Linked DNA regions of Gossypium hirsutum: regions 1 and 2 are each linked to region 3. Evidence: chromatin contacts called from public Hi-C data. All regions are on one chromosome and are shown on one strand. The core of a region is the stretch at or near the end of the contact, and the rest is flanking DNA. Distances in the headings are between cores, read along the strand shown.

Region 1 (4,045 bases), core at 1,441-3,940, 140 kb after region 3:
ATGGTCTGACACAGGCTAAGGCATTATTAGAAAGAAGGGATCTCCCAGCATTAGTGGATCCAGCATTAGATGGAGATTTCGATGTTGCACAACTGCATAGAATGGTTCTCGCTGCAACCCTCTGCCTCAATCAGTCAGATATACACCGTCCAAAAGCGAGCCAGGTAGACATTCTTCCAGTCTGTATCTAAGCCTTCTTGATTTTGGACAATAGGAATATCACTCAGCTGCTCTCCAAACTAATACCAACTTGTTCATAGCAGTTAGGTTCACAATGGGCTTATTATGGTGGTTGACAGTCCCCCAACCCCAAACCCTGCTAGCTTGACATATATTTGACATCAATATTTTCACCGCCCTAGTTAAGGTCGATTCAGTTTGCTCTCTTTGGTGCTTAAAAACTATTCTTACTTATTCCTACCTGTATACAGATACTACAAATATTGCGAGGAGAGCAGGAGCCAACAGAGGGCTATAATTTACATGCCACATATATGAATGTGCCAAATAACCAGGAAGATGATGGCCTTCGCAAACTATATGCCTATCTTTCAGTTCCATTTAGTGATGATGATGATTCAACATCCAAATGCAGTTATAGCATAAGATGTAAAACTGGAAAGAAGCGTCGTTTAATGCTGAAGGAATACCTTAGAAAAGGCCAATGCTAATCGTTATAAGTCACTTTCAAAAGATCCACAACTTATAAATGTTTGGCATATTCATCAAACCAGAAATTATTTAAGAAACGATTCAAGTAAATCGAAATGGATATTTAATATAAGACAATTCAAATATACGAAGAAAAAATTGCAAAAATTTCTCTTGTTTCTATTAGTAAATTCTCAAGACTGTACAAGTTAGAATTCGCCACCCAATCCCGCCACGAAGCCGCTCTTTGCAGGGGAGAACAAAAAGATTGCCCCTCCACTAAGCGGAATCAAAATGGAACTGTATAAGGCAGTGCATAAATCTCAGCTGCCGGAAGAAAATGTGCACACGGGTGCAAACTTGCACTCGCAACACATGTATGATCATTGTCATCAGGTCTTTTGGCCGCGGGTTTCCCTAGCTGCTTTTTAGTTAGAAGCCAGTCTTCATCACCACCATCATTCAGCTCAGCTTCGAGAAGAGGTGGCATCCAATCCTCAATCAAGGTTTTATACTGCAGTGCAGCCTCCAGCAATGTTCCAGAAGAAGAGGAGCCTTGCTCCTTCCTTCTATCATCATGCCGCAGTTTCTGTTCAGGCACAGAAGCGACGGTACAACTTGGCTCTTGAATTGAATCTGTCCTACCAGAACTAGAGCAGGCTGGTTCTTCGCTGCTGATTGATGCATCAGATGCCCGGGGCTTTTTCAAGGAAAATCTAATCTTTATAATGTTTCCTATACATGTACACAACATACAATCAATATCTACATCCCTCCAAGAAACTACAGCAATAGGCAAATTTAGCCCATCTAATACAATAAAGAACACAACTCACCATCAACCCTGCATTCATTATAGGAAGCAGTTTCCCTTTTCCTCTTGTGACTGTTTTGGCTGCCATCAGATATATAGCAAACTGGCGGCTCATGTTCTTCAGTAAGATCACTTCTCTCCAATTGGTCATCTTTATATGCATCTAGAACATCATCAAGCTTCTTAAGTTTCTTGATGGCACCTTGAGTTTTATCCTTCTCTTTCCTTTCCTTCTTTTTCTCCTTCTCCCTCTTCTTATGTAATTTCTGTTCTGTTTTTGGCAAAACCTTTTCTCCCTGGAGCTTTATTGCACAACACAATATGAAATTTAGACAGGCGGGAATGGAAGACCAAAAGATCACGATTGCTTCCAAAAAATTAAAGTTTGGCGGGGAGGGGGTAATTTCACATTGGTTTAGGGTTCTATCAAGATCAATCAGACTATGAATACAAACACCCAGTTCCCACTCCTCTAAACAGACACGAATTACCAAGCTTTTCATTCATTTACATAATCAAACCAAAATCAAGTCCAAAACTTTAAAAAGGAACCCAGAAGTTCTTTTAAAAAACCCCAAACCCAAAAAGGTTCATTCATATATTTGAATAACTACCATAGTTCTCTGCACAGATCCTCGTTGTTCATAATTACAAAGCTATATTATCAACAGTAATTAAAGCGGTTCATTTCATGTTTAAGTTGTTACAAACTCTACAAATATACAAATATATAATCATAATCAAGTATCACAAACGCATGCAGTTGAGCAACGAAAGTGAAAACCAAATACTTTTGCCCAACGAACCTTAATCGATTCGACCAATCCCTGTCTTAAATACCCCGCCGGACGTTGATAAGGAAAACACCGCGACATTATCGGCTATTTTCTTTTCGAAATCCCAAAAACTTCCTCAAGAAACCAAAGAATCAGTAAAGCCAAGATCGCTCAGTATCCGTAGAACTTATAGATCTAGAAGCTTTTTTAATATCTTCCTCTTCAAGAAGGCAAAACGCGTAATCTAGGCGGCTACAGCTAGGATTTCTCAGATATCTGGAAATAAAGAGGACGAGCTAGGGTATATATAGCGTGAGAAAAGTTGGGGAACGACCGACTTTATAATGTCGGCTCTTCGAAGTTTCACTTTTCTTACCGATAATGCCCTCCACTTGTTGCCATTTATTAAAAGGTCTCTTGGGCTTTTTGGTAACTTCGGCTTCAGTTCCGTATACAGTACTGTATTTGGGCTTTTTATTTAACTGCAATTTAACACTTCCGAAATAGTTTTGGTGGGTGAGGACTGAGAAATTTCCTTCTGATTCATGGACGTAGCAAATTCCACGCGGCCAACATCAGTGGAAGCTGGAATAAAATTATATAATAAATGAGGTTTTGGATAAATGTTAAAAATTGTATAAAATCATAAACGTTTAAATAAAGAAAATAAATCTCTAGGTTAAATCTGTAATGTTAATGTTGTTGCTTTGAATTGAAATCATGTTGTTTAATATTTTGGAATGAAACAAATTATTAATTAAAAACAAAGATGCATTTCAATACGATAAATGATTTTAATGCGATTAAAATAGGGGTTTTGTAAAATATTTGATTAAATAAGTATTAAGTACATATACAAGTTGCGTCCGAATGGAGCACTTAAGTAAGCGTCATTTATTTATATTGCATAGAATGACAAGGGTGAGCGAAAATAAGATATGAGAAAATTCTCTGTTGATTTTATATATTTTTATTTGATAATTTTATAACATGTTATCAGCATGTTTTGCTCAATAATCGTTCTTCTTGTTGAAGGTAGAACTTTGTCGAATAAACAACTATAAAGTAAAATACATGTTTCTTGTAAATACGTAAAATTGATATATTATTCCTTGTCCTTAATCTACATGTTTTCATTATTTATGGTTGATTAATTAAATGTTGTTATTCTTTCTTTCTTTTTTATGTATCATAAATATAATTGAAATACATGCTTGATAATTACTCTTTTATGTCTTAATTTCATGGAACATGCATATCATTAATATGATATTAACAAGGTTAGTAATTAAAGCATTATATACTATTAGAATAATTAATCAAATATTTACTAATAGAATGCAAGTAACCTAAAAACTTTTATACCATTATATAATGAATTCATTACATTTGTATCTTCTAATGAATAATAAAAGTTTATTTATGGAATCTTATACAAATAAATATATATCTACTACTTTCGATTTTTTTATTGATTCATTTTATAACCTAATTTTATATTAGACACTATTATGTCGAACCTTATAAAATTTGAATTTGAGGCCCTTGAAATATTAGGTAAGGATTATTTGTCATGAGTGTTCAATGTCGAAGTTCACTTAGAAACTAAAAGGTCTTGGGAATACAATTATGCAAGATCTCGACGCATTTAAACAAGATAAAGCCCAAGCTATGATTTTCCTCTGTCATCATTTTCATGAAGGATTGAAAACAAAATATTTTACTAAAAAAGTTCCACTTGAATTGTGGAATGGTCTAAAAGAAAGATACAACAATCAGAAAACGATAATTCTACCAAAACTCG
Region 2 (3,667 bases), core at 651-3,150, 220 kb before region 3:
TAATTGACTCTCTTTTACCCTGTCTCCAAGTTTTTTCCTCGAATGACGTGCTATTTATTTGTGGTTATAGCTTGTAGAATTGAAAGAGGCAGAGGAGAAATCCTTGAAAGAGTTTGAGCGATTGGAGAAAGAAATTGCCGAGGTTCAAGAACTTAAGGTAATAAATAAAACAATGCCGGAATGTGTGTTGTTGTGTTCCAAATCACAATTGCTGAATTTTTTATCTTTTTTTATGAACAGCAAAAGATCAGCACCATGACCGTAGACGAGTACTTTGAGAAACATCCAGAGCTTAAAAAGAAATTCGATGATGAGATCCGGAATGACTACTGGGGCTATTGACATCTTTGTGAATTTAATGGCCAAGCTTTTGGTCTCGACTAGAATTTCTGAACTGTTTCTGTTGTTTTAACCCCTTTTTCTCTTGTGCGGTGATCTGGGTTGGAAAGATTAGGCTGTAATGATAAGAAAATAATTGTGTGAGAAAAATTTATCCAATCATTTGAGAAACAAGGTGGATCTTGTAAGACATGCATTCTATTTAGCAGGCATCCGCAGTCATACTTTTATGGCAAAATTTTTACTGTCTGCCCTCTTCATTCCATTTTGTTTTATGTTTATTATTTGAATATTATCTAGATACAATTGAATTTGGACACCTATTTATCTTGATCCATTCTATATGTATTTTTTAATAAGTGGTTATTTATATTATTAGTATTTTGAAATTTTAAATTTTATAAATTAATATAAAAAAAGGTTTTTACATCAAGAATGAATTTATTGATTCAAGTGCATCTAGACAATCATTTATCCAAATTCATCGGGACGTGCTTTTTAGTTCTTTTTAATATTAATTATTTTAAATTGTATAAATTCATATAAGAAAATTTATTATCAAGAATTTTATGAAATTATATATTATTATTAAATTATATGTAATAATAATTATTTTAAATTATACAAATTCATGTAAGATAATTTATTAGTTATAATTATTTTAAATTTTATTAAATCATATATTTTAATTAAAATATATTTAATATTAATTATTTCAAATTATCTTTTATGGTATCATATATTATGATTTGAGTAAATTCATATAAGAATATTAATTATTAAGAATTTTATTAAATTATATATTTTAATTATAATATATTTAATAATAATTATGTTTAAATATGATTAAAATATTTATCATTGATAATAATAATCTTATTAAAATTTAAATAACAATAACAATAATCATTTACCAAAACAAATTTATGCTAAGGGTATTCTAGTCATTTTAGTTTTTTTCCACTATGCTATTACACCTCTATTCCATTCAACCAAACACAAGATTACTATTACGCCTCTATTCCATTACATTCAACCAAACAGTTGATTTGCTATTACACCTCTAATCCAATACACCTCTAATCCAATACACTTCTAATCCAATACACCTCTAATCCAATACAGCGAACCAAACACACCCTTAAAGTGTGTCCTTAAAGGAAACAAAATTTCAACTAGGTAATACATAAACAGAGTAAAAGGAAAAAAGAAACTATAAAGAGTGAAAGAGGGTAAAGAAAGGGTACATTTTTGGACGTCAAAGAATTGCATAGCGATTTCGAGAGCATAAGCATACTTGTGGTCGATAGCACCTGGAGGACCGGGAACGGGAGTGGGCTTATTGTCATTTCCATGATCTAATTTTTTCTTGATTATATAAACGACAGCTCCCACAACCAGAGCCAATATTACTAGAACCAGAAACCACCCAAAAAATCCTCTGGACTTTGATTCTTTCCCCATTTTCTTTTTGTGTGAGACAAAATCTTCAACTTAAGATGTTAGATCAAAACAGGCGCGTGTGGTTTTACTGAGAAAAGAATCTGCAGAGGTGAATGTGGTTTAGGAAACAGGGTTGATTAGTTAAAGAGAAGTAGTTAATTAACGGGTGCCGTAACAAGCAGAGATGAGTCAAATTTGTTTAGTTGGTGACTTCTTGCAGGACAAGGGCACCGACACCGACACCGACACTCAGGTTTCGACTTTCAAGCAGGATAATTATATGTTTATGCTTTTTTAACTGTTAAAGTGTTGTGTAAGCACTTCTCACGGTCTAACACTTGGTTATTTTCCCCTCCTTTGCCAGAGTCCTGATTCAATATACTAACGAAGATGTTCTGGGTAGGTGGGGCGACATTCGCGCTCAAAGGAACTAAAATCTCATTTTCGGCGTTCAAAGTTGAATAAGGCTCGAGACTTGGAGGATTTATTATCAGCCGTTGACTTCTTGAGCACCAATGTCAAATAACCATCCCCTTTTTAACGCCATATAAACTTTTCAAATTAATATACATTTCTTCAAAAACATATATACATCATGTAATAAAAAATAGAAACAAAATCATCAAAATCTACTTATAAAATTTTATAAAAATTGTACTAATACCTCAAAATTTATTTATAACACAATAAAAAATTAATAGTAAACTATAGAATTAATCATTTAACTATTAGCGTGTTAGCGTGTGACTGTTTTGGTCACTTAACTATGAAAATTTTCTATTCTAGTCACTTACGTTTTAGATCATTTCTATTTTGGTCACTCTTCGCTAAATAGTTAACAGAAGTAATGATGTGGCATCTTCTAATTGTTGTAATAACATATTTAATTATCAATACTTATACATTCTATCAATCTGATCCTAATTCTAAATAATTCAATGAATTCAACATTCCACATTTTCAAATTCTATTAACACATATAAATTATATATTATAAAAAAGTACACAATATAATATTATTTTTATATATTTATATAAATAATATTATATGTGTTTATATTTAATTATAATTATAAGGCTCAAATATGCATTTAGCCCCTCGAACTTGATATCTTCTCTCAAGTTGGTACTTATGATTTCTTTTTCCCAAGTTGGTACCTGAATTTTCATTCTATCAAATGTTTGGATACTTTTTTGTAATGAGGTTAAATATAGGACATATGGCATCCTTAGGTTGTGGCACGTGGCATCGATGATGCCATAAACTTTTAATAAAAAATTTAAAAATTTAAAATAAAAAATATAAAAATATATAATTTTTAAAGTATTAAATAAAATATAAAATATAAAAATATATGTATCTAAAAATTAAAAGTATTACAAAAGTTTAAAAAAAATCTAAAATTCAAGTAAGAAAAATCAAAAGCCTAGAAAATTTACATATTTTTCTAAATAAATTATAAAAAAATTAGATAAAGATAAATTTTACACGATTATTCAAGTTCACTAGAATGCAAAAGATGATTACTTGAAAAAGGCTGATAGAAAGCTTTTTTGTTTTTTTGTTTAATTTGTTAGGTTTCATAAGAAAAATTGGATTATGAATGAAATTTATAACAGTCACAAATTTATTGAGTTTTGGGGTTGTGAGTTTTTGAGGTTATGAAAATCACAAATTTACATATAAATTTATCAAGATTTAATTATATGCATTTGAAGTTGAAATTGATTATACAAAAGGCGATAGAATTACTTTCATCAAGTGATTAAATTAAAGTTTTGCCAAAAATGAATTATAAGAGCGCACGACACATGAAAAAGGCTAGCGTTCACAAACCTAATTTTCATATGCCAAAATATAAATTAAATTCAAAAAACAAAAGGT
Region 3 (3,915 bases), core at 383-2,882:
GGAAGTCTTGATCCAGGCTACAAAAGTAGGTGACCAGAAAACATTGCAGGCTTTAGCTGGTTCAGAGACACAAATCATTGAAGAAGAAGATGAAGAAGAAGAAGATGATGATGACGATCAATTTGAATATAGTGTAATTCAAGTTTTGATTTGAAGACTTATTGTAGGCTTAAACTGATTACACTTACATGTATATTCTCTTACTATATGTGCTATTTTTTTTACATGCAGCAGTCACAGGAGTTTGTTAACACTGCAAATAGATGGTTTGATGGGTTGATCAGCAAGGACATTGAAATTACTAATGAAGTATTTTCAGTTAGCAGTGTCGATTTTGACCGTCAGGTAAGCAAACCAAGTAAACTGTTTCTCATTTGTTTCGAAATATCTTTGAATCAAGAATGTGCTAAACCGGAATTTTAAAGCAAATTGAGAACCTTGCTTTGATCAATATGTACCATTGGAGGCAGGAGGCTAGTTAGGCAAGCAAATTCATCTAAATTCTTCACCTTCAAATTGCTTCACTGTCCTGCATGAACAATTTAAATGTTGCATCGCTCAAAAGTCAAATTGTTGTTTATTTTTTATTTGCTTTTATGTTATTTTGGATAAGTAACAGACTTTATTTATCCAAGAAGCTGTTAAACTGCTACTGGTACGCAGTCCTCTAGATACACAACTTAGAGCATCTCAACTGACTTGAACGTAGAGGGATTTAAACCCCAGGCATTAGAAAGATGATTGAATATGTTGCAGTGCTCATTAGACCAGCATGCAAGCCATAAGCATACTGCATCATTGATAGTTTATAGAGAAGTACCACTGCCATTGTTGCCAGTTCTGAGCCTAATTTGATTCATATTCCGTGCTATCCTACCACTTCCCTTGTTGCCAATTCTGAGCCAAATCTGATAGGAAATTTCAAGCTATCCAAGGAATAATTGAAATAAGAGCCTTTCCTTTGAGCATGGCAACGGCTGAGTGCAGCTTGTCATCCCAAGCTGCTGCTGCTCTGTTTGTCCTGCAAAGTTGCTCGATATCTTGCTGTATTGATTTTTAATCGAGTTGTGTTGCTTTGACAGGAATTGCGTAAACTTGTTCGAAGAGTGCAAACGAGTCAAGAACAAAGCCAAAATGTTAGTGAAGAAGAGAAGGCAAAAATAGAAGCAGCAGTAAGGAGTGCCAGAAAGTCCCTCACCCGTTTTCTTCGTACTCTCGCCAAGCAATTGACTACAGAAGAGAGTTTTGATTAATATGATCTGTAATATCATTATTTTGTACCGTAGTTAAGTTCATTTTCTTATGCATTTTATATTGCATACGATTAAAGTCGTAGAAATTGCAAAATCATAGAGGCCATCAAGCATGTTCTGCTGACCAACCAATACGGTGAAAAGAACAGTTATGCATTATTGATGTCAGTATTTTTTTTTTCTTTGGGTGTCCATCTCTTGCAGTGTCGAAAAGAACACTTAATTTGTTGTAGAGCCTTCTATTTCTAAACCACTATTTTTGTATTTATTCACAAAATTTTACATGTAAATATCAAGTTGGAGGAAATAAAATTAAAATCTCAACCAAACTCAGCAGCTCATCTCAAAATCCGGTAGAGTACACAGTAGCAACTTACTTTTTAGTTTGGTCCACAATCATTGACGTTTGTTTCCGAAAGCTTAATAACCACAAATATCTATATATATCTCCATTGAAGAATGTCACAATTTCTAAACAAGGAAGAATGTTGAAATTTGCCTATCCCCCCAACTTCATCCTCTTCATGGCTCAAATTACATTTCTTGCTGCTGTTTGTGCTCTTCTTCTATCACATTCCTTTATATCAGGTAATTTCATTTCGGGAACATTGAATGATGTTTCATCAGTTTTTTTAGTTAACTATCAGATTTTGGTTTCACTTTTTTTTTTTACTGGTTTTCATTACACTGTGAACAGGAGTGCAAGGAACAAGCTTTACCATAGTAAACAAATGCAATTACGTGGTATGGCCTGGAGTTCTCTCAAACGCGGGCGTTTCCACAATTTCCACCACAGGTTTCACTCTCCGAAGAGGTGAATCCAAAACCATTAGCGCCCCGGCATCATGGGGAGGTCGTTTTTGGGGAAGGACCCATTGCTCCCTAGATTCCGCCGGTAAATTCTCATGTTTGACGGGCGATTGTGCTTCCGGGAAGCTAGAATGTTCAGGGAACGGCGCTGCTCCGCCTGCCACTTTGGCTGAATTTACCTTGGACGGTGCCGGGGGTCTTGATTTTTTCGATGTGAGTTTGGTTGACGGTTACAACGTCCCTATGCTGGTGGTTCCCCAGGGCGGCACAGGGCAAAACTGTACCTACACTGGCTGCGTGGTGGATCTAAATGACTCGTGTCCTTCAGAGCTGAAGGTGATGAAGAGAGAGGGCGGAGATGGGGTGGCATGCAAGAGTGCTTGCGAGGCCTTCCGCCAGCCTCAGTACTGTTGCAGCGGTGCGTATGGGACACCGGACACTTGCAAGGCGTCATCGTACTCGGAGGTGTTTAAGAGAGCTTGCCCACGCGCCTACAGCTATGCGTATGATGATAAAAGCAGCACATTTACATGTGCCAAAGCTGATTACACCATTACTTTCTGCCCTTCGCCGAACACCAGGTAAAATCTTTTAATCCCTCCGAAAATTGAAACTTGTGTTAAAGCCTTAATAGAGTGAACTTTTCACGTGGCTCTGGGAAAACCAATAACTTGCCATCATCTTTTAAGTTATGTCGGCTTTTGGCGCATTTTCTCATAGAGATAGCAACTCCCCATTTTTTTCTCTTCCAACTTGTTCTTTCAAATCCGATCTTATTTTAAATTTCAACCCTTATTGAGTTTGTTTGTTTTGTCTTTACTCTAAATATCTAATTAAATAGTTAAAAGTGTTATAATAAAGTTCTAATTAAAAAATATATAAAATCAGAAGAGAGGTATTTTGGCAATTTTCTAGTACATCAATCCGATTCTGATACAAAGAATCTATTATTGTAGTTTCGTGTCTCAAGTGAAGGTCGGGGGAAAGATGTTACGTTGCATTAATTTTGGGTGGGGGTTTTTTAACGGTTAGTTTTCTGGTATGTAAAATGGCAGCCAGAAATCATCATCAGAAGGGCAGAACACGGAAACACCATCAACAACGACTCTAATCAACGGCACAATGGTATACGAAGGTGCATTGGACGAAAGTGCAGCATCACCCTCCATTTTCCCCCACGTGTTCGGATCACACGCAATTGCTGTAACCTTCACCATCACAATCGCCATTTCTTGCTCATGCCAACGACTCTTTTAACTTCATTTCTCTAGGATAGGGACCATTATATTATAGGAGGGGATGGGATTCATTTCATTGTAGGTTTTCATTACATTATGTATACTTCCAGAGGAAAATTATTACTTTTATTTCTTGATATTTTATGCATTGTAGTCAACAAGGGGTACTTACCGTTGCCCTTTTAAACTGGTTCTCACTCCAAATCTCATTTTGTTTTTATCCCTTCAACTTGTATTTTTTATATCGGTTTATATTTGAGATTCGTGGTTGTCCCTCTCAATTACAGGTGTTCAAGTTTCGGTTAAAATTGAATTAATTGACCGAATCGATCTAATTTGGTTAATCAGTCGGTTAACCTGTCTAGTTCAGTCGGAGGTTGGTTAAATTTTTTTTTGAAATTTCGGTTAATGGTTAATTCAATTTAAAATCGGATAATTAACCGAACTTAATAAATAATATTATATATATTATATATTAGGCTATTATTAATTTGATTAATTCGGTCAAATGAACATTATTAATTTATTTTTTTTGATATGTTTTATACTTGTTTTTTTAAAAAATAGAACATATAAATTTTAGTTCGGTTAATTATTTTTAAAAATTCAATTTG

Evidence for each region. Hi-C and Micro-C count contacts between places; a contact is called where the count stands out from the background.
Region 1: a contact with region 3 is called in a Hi-C map of leaf, with 3 times the contacts expected there. The contact joins the promoter of LOC121213885 here to the promoter of LOC107940632 in region 3. A contact is called at or near these places in 5 of 34 Hi-C or Micro-C datasets (callus and leaf).
Region 2: a Hi-C map of leaf shows a contact between it and region 3, with 4 times the contacts expected there. The contact joins the promoter of LOC107944708 here to the promoter of LOC107940632 in region 3. A contact is called at or near these places in 4 of 34 Hi-C or Micro-C datasets (callus and leaf).

What each region holds. Positions count from the first base shown.
Region 1 is chrD01:17,178,960-17,183,004 of Gossypium_hirsutum_v2.1, reverse strand. LOC121213885 reads right to left here and starts at 2,690. Exons shown (of 3, transcript XM_041087223.1): 1 at 2,272-2,690; 2 at 1,488-1,767; 3 at 811-1,386. The coding sequence starts at 2,340. The coding sequence ends at 941. It overlaps LOC121213884 (proline-rich receptor-like protein kinase PERK15), which reads left to right. Exons shown (of 9, transcript XM_041087220.1): 8 at 15-164; 9 at 432-2,402. The coding sequence ends at 671.
Region 2 is chrD01:17,534,038-17,537,704 of Gossypium_hirsutum_v2.1, reverse strand. It overlaps LOC107944708 (endoglucanase 10), which reads right to left and starts at 1,900. Exons shown (of 6, transcript XM_041087233.1): 1 at 1,587-1,900. The coding sequence starts at 1,803. It overlaps LOC107944707 (a long non-coding RNA gene), which reads left to right and starts at 67. Exons shown (of 2, transcript XR_005909402.1): 1 at 67-157; 2 at 241-510.
Region 3 is chrD01:17,315,380-17,319,294 of Gossypium_hirsutum_v2.1, reverse strand. It overlaps LOC107940632 (pathogenesis-related thaumatin-like protein 3.5), which reads left to right and starts at 1,632. Exons shown (of 3, transcript XM_016874064.2): 1 at 1,632-1,841; 2 at 1,951-2,644; 3 at 3,020-3,521. The coding sequence starts at 1,739. The coding sequence ends at 3,095. It overlaps LOC107940633 (UPF0307 protein ECA0281), which reads left to right. Exons shown (of 7, transcript XM_041087230.1): 5 at 1-133; 6 at 235-345; 7 at 1,083-1,503. The coding sequence ends at 1,253.